3 separate regions of the Mus musculus genome follow, and all the other regions are linked to region 2. Evidence: chromatin contacts called from public ChIA-PET and promoter capture Hi-C data. All regions are on one chromosome and are shown on one strand. Each heading gives the region's core, a stretch centred on a gene start, on an enhancer-like site or on the middle of the called end of the contact. The rest is flanking DNA. Distances are from core to core; before and after follow the strand shown. Region 1 holds the start of Olfr156 (olfactory receptor 156). Region 2 holds the start of Reck (reversion-inducing-cysteine-rich protein with kazal motifs). Region 3 overlaps Reck (reversion-inducing-cysteine-rich protein with kazal motifs).

Region 1 (3,443 bases), core at 152-2,651, 54 kb before region 2:
AAACAAGCACTGAGTTCTTCTCAGTTGTACAGTAGGGGAAAAAAGGACCTGACATACACACCCCAACTAGACTTTACTGACAAAGAGAGAAGTGTATTTTTTTTCAGTTTTTATTTTTCAGTTTTTATTGCTTTTTTCGTTAGTGTACAAAGAACACTTAATTTTCATAGCACTTTTTCTTGGTTCTAGGATATTTTGTACAACCAGTGTCTTGATTCTAAAGAGTCCATGGTCCAGCCCAGTCACTCACGAAGAACTCAGTCCAGACTGATCTTCAGGGCTAGCCATCAAGGCTATGCTGAATGATTGACCATTCCCAGCCAAGCCCTGTGTGCACTGAACGGGGAAGTAACCCACTTCCTTCCTCACTATCACTGAATCAGGCATTTCTGACCTACCAGGTTCCTCACAGCGGCCTTCACATCCTTGTTCCTCAGGCTGTAGATGATGGGGTTCAGCATGGGGGTCAGCACCCCATAAAATAAGGAGATGAGCTTGTCTGAAACATCCTGTTTGTCTGCCCCCAATGGGTCCTTGGACTTGGGCTTCCCGTACATGAACAGGATGGTCCCATAGAAGACAAGTACCACGGTGAGGTGGGCAGAACAGGTGGAGAAGGCCTTCTTCCTCCCCTCGGCAGAGGGGATCCTCAGGATGGTGGAGAGTATGAAGATGTAGGAGACAAAGATGAACAGAACTGGAACCCCCAGGAAAATCACATTGGCCACCCCCATGCTGATCACATTGATGGAGATGTCAGCACAGGCTAGCTTTAAGACTGCTAGGATCTCACAGGTGAAGTGATTGATGACATTGTCCCCACAGAAAGGCAACTGCACCGCAAGGGAGATCTGCACCAAGGAGTTAGCACCGCCAGCCACCCAGGAGCTGACGGCCATGGGCACATAGGCAGACTTGTTCATGACCACAGGGTATCTAAGAGGGTTGCAGATGGCCACATAACGATCAAACGCCATCATGCCCAGGAGCACACACTCCGTGGCTCCCATGGCAAAGGAGAGAAACATCTGCACGGCACAGCCCGAGAAGGAGATGGTCTTCCTGGGGGTGAGAAAACCATCCAGGACTAAGGGAATCGAGGAGGTAGTATAGCAGATGTCCAGGAAGGAGAGGTTCCCCAGGAAGAAGTACATGGGCGTGTGCAGGTGGGAGTCGAGGATGCTCACCAGGATGAGGACGCCGTTGCCCAGCAGGATCACCAGGTACATCAGCAGGATGAGCACGAAGAAGGTTTTCTCCAGCTTTGGGTGATCTGACAACCCCAGCAAGACAAATTCAGCTACCGTAGACTGATTGGCTCCTTCCATTTCGCATGTTCTCTTCCCGTCTTGAGAGAGCAGAGGACAGCAAGCACTTGCTCATCAGGATCAGGATGTGGGCATGGTTCTAGAACGTATAATTAAATGTAAAGTCAGTGTTGAAGGGATACAATTCTCTATTAGTTTGCCTGAGAGATCAGGACGCATTGGTTCAAGCAGGAAAAGCCTCTGGTAGCCAACTGAGATAGATGGAGGGACGCGATATAGTCAGGCCAGTGGAGCCAGCACGCCTGCCTGGGGGAAGGGGTGTGTCTATTCATGGATGCAGGACTACATGAAAACCATGAAGAAGGAGACTGTAGGATGCTACACGGCTCCAGAGGAGGGGAGGGGCATGGACTAATCTCGCTGCCTCTGCCTGTCCCAAACATTCCTGCCCCTTTCTGGGCCGAAGTCGCTCTTAGTAATGTTAGCTATTGGCATGGTCTCCCTCACTCCTGTCACTCTGATTCTGAGCCCTTACAGTGACATTATGATGATAAGTTAGCATCACACAGAGAGAATACGGTAGCCAGGCAGATTAGAGTCTAGCCAGAATTTCTGTTTGTTGCATGGTGCCTGTCCTTCATTTCCTGTGAATTTGATGGATGCTGTCCCTGGGTTGCACTATCAGTAGAGTCTGGGGGCTGCTGGACATGGTGGTCTTTACAGAAGTATAGCCTTATTGCCTTTCCTATAGATCAACAGTAGGACCAGGCTGCTCCGTACCTATGAAAGGACAAGTGTCTCTTGTGTCTTCCTGTGTATACCTTGTGACTGGACTCTGTGCTTTGGAGAAGTTTTCTAAGTTGCAGCTTCTAACTCAAACCCTGCTGTACCTGACTTGACCATGAAAGGCACTGCAGTTCCATTGCAATGCATTCTCCAAAGTAGGGAAAACAATTCCAGGCTTACCGAGGTCTTGCGCAAGGAGAGAACCATGCGTACCGTGTGCTTCAGGGACGGAAGAACTGCAGACCTGTACATTAGGGAAAGCCTCAGACCTTGACTTCTCACATTAAAGATTAGGAAAGTGGGGCCGGAGAGATGGTTCAGTGAGTAGAGGCTTGTCACCAAGCCTGAGTAGAGTTCAATTCCTGGGACCCAAAAGATGGAAAGAGAGAAGCAACTCCTTCAAGTTGTTCTCTGACGTCCACATGAGCACCATGACATGTGATTGTGTACAGGCATGTGCGTGCACACACACACTCACACACACACACACACACACACACACCACAGAGAGAGAGAGAGAGAGACAGACAGACAGACAGACAGACAGACAGACAGAGAGAAGAGATGTTTTAAAACAATGAGGAACTTGAAGCTCCGACAGAACCATAGGCTGGCCCAGATGGTTCTCCACTCTCCCCCTAGCCTGTCCCTCATCACTGCATGTTCTTGTCCAGCATTTGTGTCTACTGAGGATGTAAAGGTCCAGTTGAGCAGCTCTTGTCCTTCTCACCCTCCCTAGGACATTCCTAGACAATAGATGCACCAAATCTTCCTCTAAGAAATCTGCCCCGTAGTCAGGCTTTGACTCTCTTTTACTATTACCCTGTTGCTGGGGAAGATGGGTGAGAGAAACCAAACTCAGTTTAGAGCTCTCCTCGTGCAGCTGTCAGGGCTGAACCGCAGGCATCAGGAATAGTTGAGGAGAAAGTTTTCAGAGATGTTAGAGCTGTGTATGGGAGGTGTGAGCCATGGCAGGTACAGCACTATGCGTGGGAGGTGTGAACCGCGGCAGGAAGTGCCTTCTCTTCTTCCTTTACTGTATGAGTCGTCCAGAAAAACCGTTTCCCGGTTGTTTTTAGCACCTGATACATAGCTCACACCTCTCATTCTCTCGTCAGCCTTGATAATTAGACAGTCAGCTTAACATTAAGCAGAGACTTTTCCTTTATTCTTGCCCCTCTACAATGGCCCTCACTCCACCTCACCCCTGCACCCCAGCTGAGACATCCTAGGTATACCTGTTCCTTTTCCTCTATGAAGAACCCGAGAGACGTGGAAGCCAGAACCAAGGTCTAGCCTTGGAGTCCATCTGTTCTCCGATCCCATCTCTGTTCCTCCTCTCGCCTACCTGAAGAAGCTGTGGCCACAGAGAGAGCCCTGCCTGTGTCC
Region 2 (3,824 bases), core at 683-3,182:
TCCAATACCTCTGGTGGGTGATGGGTTACAAGGAAGGTTAAAGCATTTAAGAGTCATCAGTAAAAATAGGATTTGAAAAAATAAGAGCTTCAGAACAACCAATAGTTGGTGATTAAGTCTATCTAAAAGCACCATATTGATCTCTAAGCATCGATCGTTTTAAGTGACACGTGATCACACCAGCATTGTAGGGCAGAAATATAGTATGAGCTCCAAGGTGAACCACACACTTTTCCTGACAGCTACACTTTAAATAAAGTTAAAAGGAAGAGTGGTAGATAAACGCTATACATTTGTCACAGCACATTCCCAATAGTGACTCCGCGTGTCAGCTCGGGCACGCCCATTGTCACAAAGGTGCCAGGTGGTGGACATTGGTTGTAAGAGAGGCTGTGCATATGAGGGGCACTTTATGTTTTAGTACCGTCCATTCAGCTGGGCTATGAGCCTAGAACTGTTCCAGAAAGTAAAGCCTTAGTTGATAAGGGAAGAGGGTGGGGCAGAAACGATGTAATACAGTCCTCAGTGGTGTTTTGTTTTGTTGACAGGGTTTCTCTGTATAGCCCTGACTGTCCTGGAACTCACTTTGTAGACCAGGCTGGCCTTGAACTCAGAAATTCACCTGCCTCTGCCTCCCAAGTGCTGGGATTAAAGGCATGCACCACCACGCCCGGCTTGTCCTCAGTGTTTTTAATAAAGAAAGTCTGTTGTTTTGAAGAAGCACAAAGTAGTAGGGGCAGAGTGGGAAATACGTTCAGCCAGTTAGCCCCATGGCCTGAGTTCAGATATCTCAATTATTCACTGGGTCAAGCACTGTCTGAGACATTCTAAATACAATATGAGACTGGGTTCCTGTGCGCTTGATCAGGAAATCAGGGCCAGCCTTGGCTTCATTGTAAACTCAAGGTCAGCCTGAGCTGTATGAGATCCTGTCTTCAAAATAAGTAAATAAACACAATACGTTCATTAATCTTATCAAGAAGGCCAGCATGAGGGTTGGGGTGGGGGGGAGGCTCAGAAGTAAAAATGTCCTCACCCACAGACACGGGGCTAGTCGGGAGTAGTGTACAATCTGGACTCGAGGAGGGTGTCAAGACTTTGTTCTTTTCATTACAGTCATAGTTACCATCTGTCGCAGGAGAAAGCTGCTGTTAGTGACCTGAATAGAGGAATCTGGAAATAAGCAATTGGCTTCACTTCTGAACAGCAAGTCTCTAAACTGGACGAGCTATCTGTTCAAGGGCCAGGTAGCCAGGAAAAAGGGGGGGGTGGGGGGTGGGGGGCGTTTCTCCACAATGAATTCGCTTTGATTCCTAGGTCCTCTGGAACATTCTCCGGAGTAGCTGCTCAAAGATTCATCTCCAAATCCTCTCGAACCAATTCTGAATTTCAAGGCTCTCTAAGTCTAGTCATACAGGCTGCCCTGACCCTTTCTCTGAGTGCAATAGGTATTAACAGCGAAGCCAGCCTGTGAATCCGTGCCCTCAGCAGAGCCCTTTGGCTTTGAGGGGAGGCCAGGTAACACGCCTTCTTTAGGTCGAGGCAGCCTTTGGACAGGATAGTAAGAGTGTTCTGGAGGATTCAACTAGGGGTGCACGCCCTACAGTTCAGCTTTGACTTAGCCCTTGCAAATCAGACGGACCTGCAGAGTGATCTCGGCAGGCCAGTCGCCCCTGAGCTGCGGGCTCCCCACCCCCTATGTGCCCCGACACGGGACAGAGGCATTCCACAGGGGTCTCCAGCCTCTGACTTCCCGTTTGAAGACCGCAGCCCGGGAGCCCGAGTCCGAAGGCGACACACAGCTGGCCCATAACAAAGAGCCAGGGTCCAGGGCGCGCTGCCGCCCCCCGGGAGGTTTTGAAAACTCTGAGCGGCCGGGGCGGGGCTTCAGCGAGCCGCAGCCAATCACCAGAGAGCCAAGGCGCCGGGGGCGGGGCCTGGTGCCAGGGGTTGCTACGGCCAGGCTGGGTCCGAGCATCCCGCGGCTTCGGACCCACCCGGCCCGGACATGGCGAGCGTCCGGGCCTCCCCGCGCAGCGCGCTGCTACTTCTGCTGGCCGCGGCGGGGGTCGCGGAGGTGACGGGGGGCCTGGCCCCGGGCAGCGCGGGTGAGTAGCCGCGGGAGCCACGATCGGGGCGGTCCTGAGGAGTGCCTCAGCGCTCCAAGATGGCGCGGAGCCGGGGGCGGGGTGCGCGTGCCCCCAGACCCGCGGGCGGCGGTCAGGAACGCCGGGCTGGAGCCCGACCCGGAGGCCGCTCTCCGCCCTCGTCTTCTTCTCCCTGAAGATCTTGCGAACCCTGGGGTGGTGACTGGGGTTCGAGGCCTTGTTCTGTCACCTCCCAGACAGGGGCCCCTTGCCCTGCCGGACCCTGGTCCCTGGCCAGGGTCCCTGTCAGAAAACAGGGAGGTGCCTGGGCTCCGGATAGCACCGCTGGGCGGAAGGGATACGTAGGTGCAGCTCCCCTGCTGCTGCCCAGTCAGTTGTTGTCACTTGTTAATTTGACTGACTTGGCCTGAGTGGCGGTGAACTTTGATAGGGTCCACAAGGTTGCCTGGCGGGTGCACCGTGGGTCTGAGACCCGGCTGGGGGATGGGGTAAGGTGGGGTGGGGGTTGACTACACATCGATAAATCACCCCGTGGCGGCTTGGCTTCGGGAGAGAGGTGTGTTCTAGGGCTCTGTTAAAGCAGTTGCACCAGAGATGGATGGAAAGCTTGACCGCTTAGGATTGTCCTTCCTGCGCTTGCTCAGCGTTCGGATGTGACACGAACTCGTGCTTCCCGGGACACCTCAGGCTGATAGGTGGTGGAAGACAGGAGCGCTAAGCAGTTTGAATTCAGGCAGACAGGTTCAGAGGAGAGATGCGGGTGGGGCTGCATGTGCACAGAGGAACGTTGACATTCACCTAGAAGATGAGAAAAACCGAGTGTCTACCTATACTAGCCATCGAAAGATGAATGGAATTTTTATAACAAAAGTAACGGAGGAGTGTGTTGCTTACAGGGAGAGGCACTCAGGGGAAAAACATACCCAGTCTCAAGGAAGTTTTCAAGAAAGCCTGAGAAGTTAAAATTAAGGAGTTTTGGTTGATGCTTTATTTATTTATTTATTTATTTATTTTAAAGGAAGGCATTTGAAGAAGATTGTGACAGGAACCTGGGATTAGTTAATTATTTGAATTCTAAATTTAACTATAAACTAGTAAGGAAACCAATAGAAAAGGGACGAAAGAATACTGTGAATTCTTGACTAATCCAGCTTATCTCTCTGTGTTCTAGTTAGTCCAAAGATGTCTAAAGAATACTAGTTACCCCCTTCTTATCCCACTGTTGTGGAGTAGGGCTTTTAGGAAAACTTCAGTAAGTTACTTAGCCTTAATCTTTTTTTTTACTTTAATATCCACATTCTTATATATGGTACCGTCTACATCTATGGTTCTCAACTTGTGGGACGCCACCCCTTTTGGGAGGTCCGATGATCCTTTCACAGGTGTCACCTAAGACCATCAAAGACCCAGAGATGATTATGATTCATAACAGTAGCAAAATTTAAGTCATGAAGTAGCAAAGAAAGCATTTATGGTTGAGGGAGGGTCACCACCACATGAGGTGTGTTAAACGGTCAGAGCTTTAAGAAGGTTGGGTACTTCTGGTTCAAGATTTTACTAAGAGGATTAACTGAGGTATCCATGTATAGCATGTAGAATAGCAGACACCAAAAGGTTAGCTCTTAGATGTATTTGGACAAGCCAGGTGTAGTGGTTTACACCTGCAATTCCTGGAAGGCTAAGGCAGGAATATTGCCACAATACACAGGCCAGCCT
Region 3 (3,348 bases), core at 366-2,865, 62 kb after region 2:
CTGTAATAGGATCTGATGCCCCCTTCTGGTGTGTCTGAAGACAGCAATAGTGTACTCATATACATAAAATAAATCAATCTTTAAAAATAAATAAATAAATAAAAGCAGTAGCATGGGGGGTTGGTTTGTTTCTGTCTTTGTTTTCTTAAGAAAGGGTTATATTCCCTCAAATACCTACTGATAAACCAGACATTTTTCTAAACATTAGGACATGACGAGACAAAACAGACCATCACTGCGTTGATCGTTTTCTTAAGTTTGTCCTCCAGACTCTCAGCCTTTTCCTGCGATCTTCTTCCTTTTCTTAAAAATGTATGTCTCTGTGTGTGTGTGTGATGTGTATGTATGGTATGTGTGTGTATGTGTATGTATGTTATATGTGTGTGTGTGTATTCAGTGTATGAGTATGATATGAGTATATATGCTGTGAGTGTAGGCATGCGTGCCACAGGATGGCTTTCAGGAGTTGGCTTTGCATCCTACCTTGTTTGAGGTGAAGTCTGTCTCAGTGCTTCTGCAGTGTGTCATGTCCTTCGGGTGCTCTGGGAAAGCCCACTGTCTCTGCCTCCCCTCTCACTGCAGAAAACCTGGATTAGGAGTGTGTGCGTCCACATTGGCTTGTATATAGGTTCTGGGGTCACACTCAGGACATCAGGCTGTGCAGCACGTGCTTCTGTCCCCTGAGCATCGCGCCAGCCCAGCCTCTTATTTCTATTTACTCAGCTTGATTGCTTGCTTCCTCTCTGCATTACCAACTTTCTCCAGTACCCCTGGTTCTAACACCTTCCTTGTTAGGTCACTAGAAGGACTTGCTTCTGTGGCCTCCCCTCAGCTCATCCCCCACCCAGTAGGCACAGGAAGCTGAGTTTTTAGTATAAAAAGTAGAGCCTTCCTTTTTTGTTTTTTTGTTTTGTTTTGTTTTGTTTTGAGACAGGGTTTCTCTGTGTAGACCTGGCTGTCCTGGAACTCACTCTGTAGACCAGGCTGGCCTCAAACTCAGAAATCTGCCTGCCTCTGCCTCCCAAGTGCTGGGATTAAAGGCATGCGCCACCACGCCTGGCTAGTAGAGCCTTTCTTAAGATAGACTCATGTTAATCAAGCTAAAAATTAAGTACTTAGCTAGGTGAGATAGAGTACCACATCCAGTAAGTAGGCAGATCATTGTGAGTTCAAGGGCAGCCTAGTCTGTATAGTAAGTTCCAGGCCAGCTAGGGCCATGTGAGAGCTTGCCTTAAAAAATAAAGCATCTCAAAATGGTCTGTGGTTCTTGACTGTGCTCTCTCCAGTGCTGGACCCCGCCCACTCTTGGTCTCAGGTCAGGTGTTCCCACTCCATGTCTGAGTCTTTGGCTTTTACTTCTGTTTACCACCCCTACCCTCAGCGCACCCCTCCCCGCCCCCACATCCTGGAATATCCCCTCGAGTTTGTGGCTCCTCCCTCAGTCTAGCCTGCTTCTGTTCTCCTTGCCCACCAAGTTCCAGTTAGAACGCCCTCTTCCACGTGTGCCCAGGGCTCATCACTCAACAGCTAATTCTCTCTGAGCAGCGTGTCTGCCATTCTCTAGTCTGACTGTCCTCCTCTGCACTAGCCCGGCTCTTTCCTCAGCTTCCTGTACCACACCCAGGGCTTTGCTGCCCCCACTGAAGTTCCTCCCTGCCCCTCGTCACCTACTGTTTTCATCATTTTCAGATGTGTGCCAAAACCACAAGTCTGCCTGACGACTTTTGATAAATTTGGATGTAGCCAATATGAGTGTGTGCCCAGACAGCTCACCTGTGACCAGGCCCGAGATCCTGTGTGTGACACAGATCACATGGAGCACAGCAACCTCTGCACTCTGTACCAAAGAGGGAAAAGCCTGTCTTACAGAGGCCCTTGCCAGGTATGTTGTTTGGCTACCAAACCCAAGGGTATCAAGTTAGTTTGTGACCTTTTTAGACAAGCAGAATGCAGCCCTGCTGAGAAAGGAGTGGTGTGGCTAACGCTAACGCTGCCCGGGGAGTTAGTGTGTGCCTCTGAGGAGGAGTGTAGAAGCTGGCAGAACCTATTCCTAGGAAAAGACTTAAGGTTTCACACCGGGGATGGTCACCGCTAGCCATCTTTTCACAGTTCTATGGGCTGCCATAGAAACAAATCAGGTCAGGCAGTGGTGGCACATGCCTTTGATCCCAGCACTTGGGAGGTTGAGGCAGGAGGATATCTATGAGTTTGAAGCCAGGCTGGTGTATCAGGACAGGCTACACAGAGAAACCCTGTCTCAAAAAAGAAGAGAAAAGAAGGGAAGGGAAGGGAAGGGAAGGGAAGGGGAGGGGAGGGGAGGGGAGGGGAGGGGAGGGGAGGGGAGGGGAGGGGAGAAAGAAAGAAAGAAAGAAAGAAAGAAAGAAAGAAAGAAAGAAAGAAAGAAAGAAAGAAAGAGGAGAGAGGAATCAGGAAGAAAAGCAATCTCCCCCCACCCCCACTTCCTGCTTCCCACCTTCTCCCACTGGGCTGAAGTGACATGAAAATCTCTAAGCTTTGTTTTACATCAGCCTAACTCAGTCTTTTAGGCTTGTAAGATCTGCTTCCACATTAAATAACCTTATGGGATAGGCTCCTTGGAGCTTCCCACTGACCTGATCCTGTGCTGACCCTGTCCTGGGAGATTCCCATCTTAGGCCCCAGCGACACCTGCAAACCACAAAAACCTGACATGTTCCATGCTTCCATGGTGGGGAAAATCCCTTCAGCTTGTCTGGCTACAGTTTTCTCTTGGAGTTGGTGCCCCACTCACATGGACAGCACCTGCTACACACACACACACACACACACACACACACACACACACACACACACACACACTTCTCTTCATCCTTGCTAGGGTGTTTCTCAGGTATATCCCTAACTACCCAATAATTATACTAGACTCTGCCTCCCCTGCTCATCTCTTGGTCCCTCCCTCCTCCTCTTTTCCCATATCCAGCATGAAATGATAAGGTCCCACCTTTTCATGAAGAGCGATCTTTTCATTTAGACTTTCATGATTACTAAGAGAAGTGTGGGTGAAGGGATATTTTTATCTTGTATTAGTCTCAGTGGAATAAGCCGACAATATTCCAGAGTTGATCTTGTGACAACCTATTACTTAGTCCACCCCAGGACTTTAGAGGGTCCCCAAAACTTAAACCTGTGTCTTTTAACTTCCTGAAAATAGGGAGATCAGCTCTGTGCTCACAATTAGAAAGATGTACCATGGAAGTTTCCAGGCTAGCATTTATTTGTCTTTTCTCAGCCTTTCTGCAGAGCCAAGGAGCCTGTCTGTGGGCACAATGGTGAGACATACAGCAGTGTGTGTGCTGCCTACTCAGATCG

What was found. Promoter capture Hi-C pulls out the DNA fragments that hold promoters and counts their contacts. ChIA-PET counts read pairs in DNA pulled down with a chosen protein or histone mark.
Region 1: a promoter capture Hi-C map of second pharyngeal arch cranial neural crest shows a contact between it and region 2. The contact joins the promoter of Olfr156 here to the promoter of Reck in region 2. A contact is called at or near these places in 15 of 39 promoter capture datasets (the 3T3-L1 cell line, 3T3-L1-derived adipocytes, the SN4741 cell line and 9 more), 1 of 15 datasets of contacts at CTCF or cohesin (stem cell-derived epiblast-like cells), 20 of 484 Hi-C or Micro-C datasets (the HL-1 cell line, Sertoli cells, adipose-derived mesenchymal stem cells and 9 more), 8 of 115 datasets of contacts at active chromatin or transcription factors (T-cell acute lymphoblastic leukemia, astrocytes, embryonic stem cells and 2 more) and 2 of 9 other capture datasets (adipose tissue and pancreatic islet).
Region 3: an RNA polymerase II ChIA-PET map of memory CD8 T cells shows a contact between it and region 2, with 66 read pairs. The contact joins the enhancer-like site here to the promoter of Reck in region 2. A contact is called at or near these places in 2 of 484 Hi-C or Micro-C datasets (the HL-1 cell line and nephron progenitors), 4 of 115 datasets of contacts at active chromatin or transcription factors (effector CD8 T cells, embryonic stem cells and memory CD8 T cells) and 2 of 9 other capture datasets (adipose tissue and pancreatic islet).

Annotation. Positions count from the first base shown.
Region 1 is chr4:43,820,032-43,823,474 of GRCm38.p6, forward strand. It overlaps Olfr156 (olfactory receptor 156), which reads right to left and starts at 1,402. Exons shown (of 1, transcript NM_019474.2): 1 at 304-1,402. The coding sequence starts at 1,328. The coding sequence ends at 372. Gm30318 (a long non-coding RNA gene) reads left to right here and starts at 3,123. Exons shown (of 3, transcript XR_390510.3): 1 at 3,123-3,443.
Region 2 is chr4:43,873,598-43,877,421 of GRCm38.p6, forward strand. Reck (reversion-inducing-cysteine-rich protein with kazal motifs) reads left to right here and starts at 1,933. Exons shown (of 21, transcript NM_016678.2): 1 at 1,933-2,108. The coding sequence starts at 2,009.
Region 3 is chr4:43,935,621-43,938,968 of GRCm38.p6, forward strand. It overlaps Reck (reversion-inducing-cysteine-rich protein with kazal motifs), which reads left to right. Exons shown (of 21, transcript NM_016678.2): 17 at 1,690-1,882; 18 at 3,269-3,348. Among named protein-coding and RNA genes, the nearest start is that of Glipr2, 20 kb to the right of the region's middle. Within about 2 kb of position 1,616, at least 94 of the 459 cell types and tissues checked have an H3K27ac peak or open chromatin away from gene starts, as enhancers often do. A contact at or near this core is called in effector CD8 T cells and memory CD8 T cells, where this site is marked.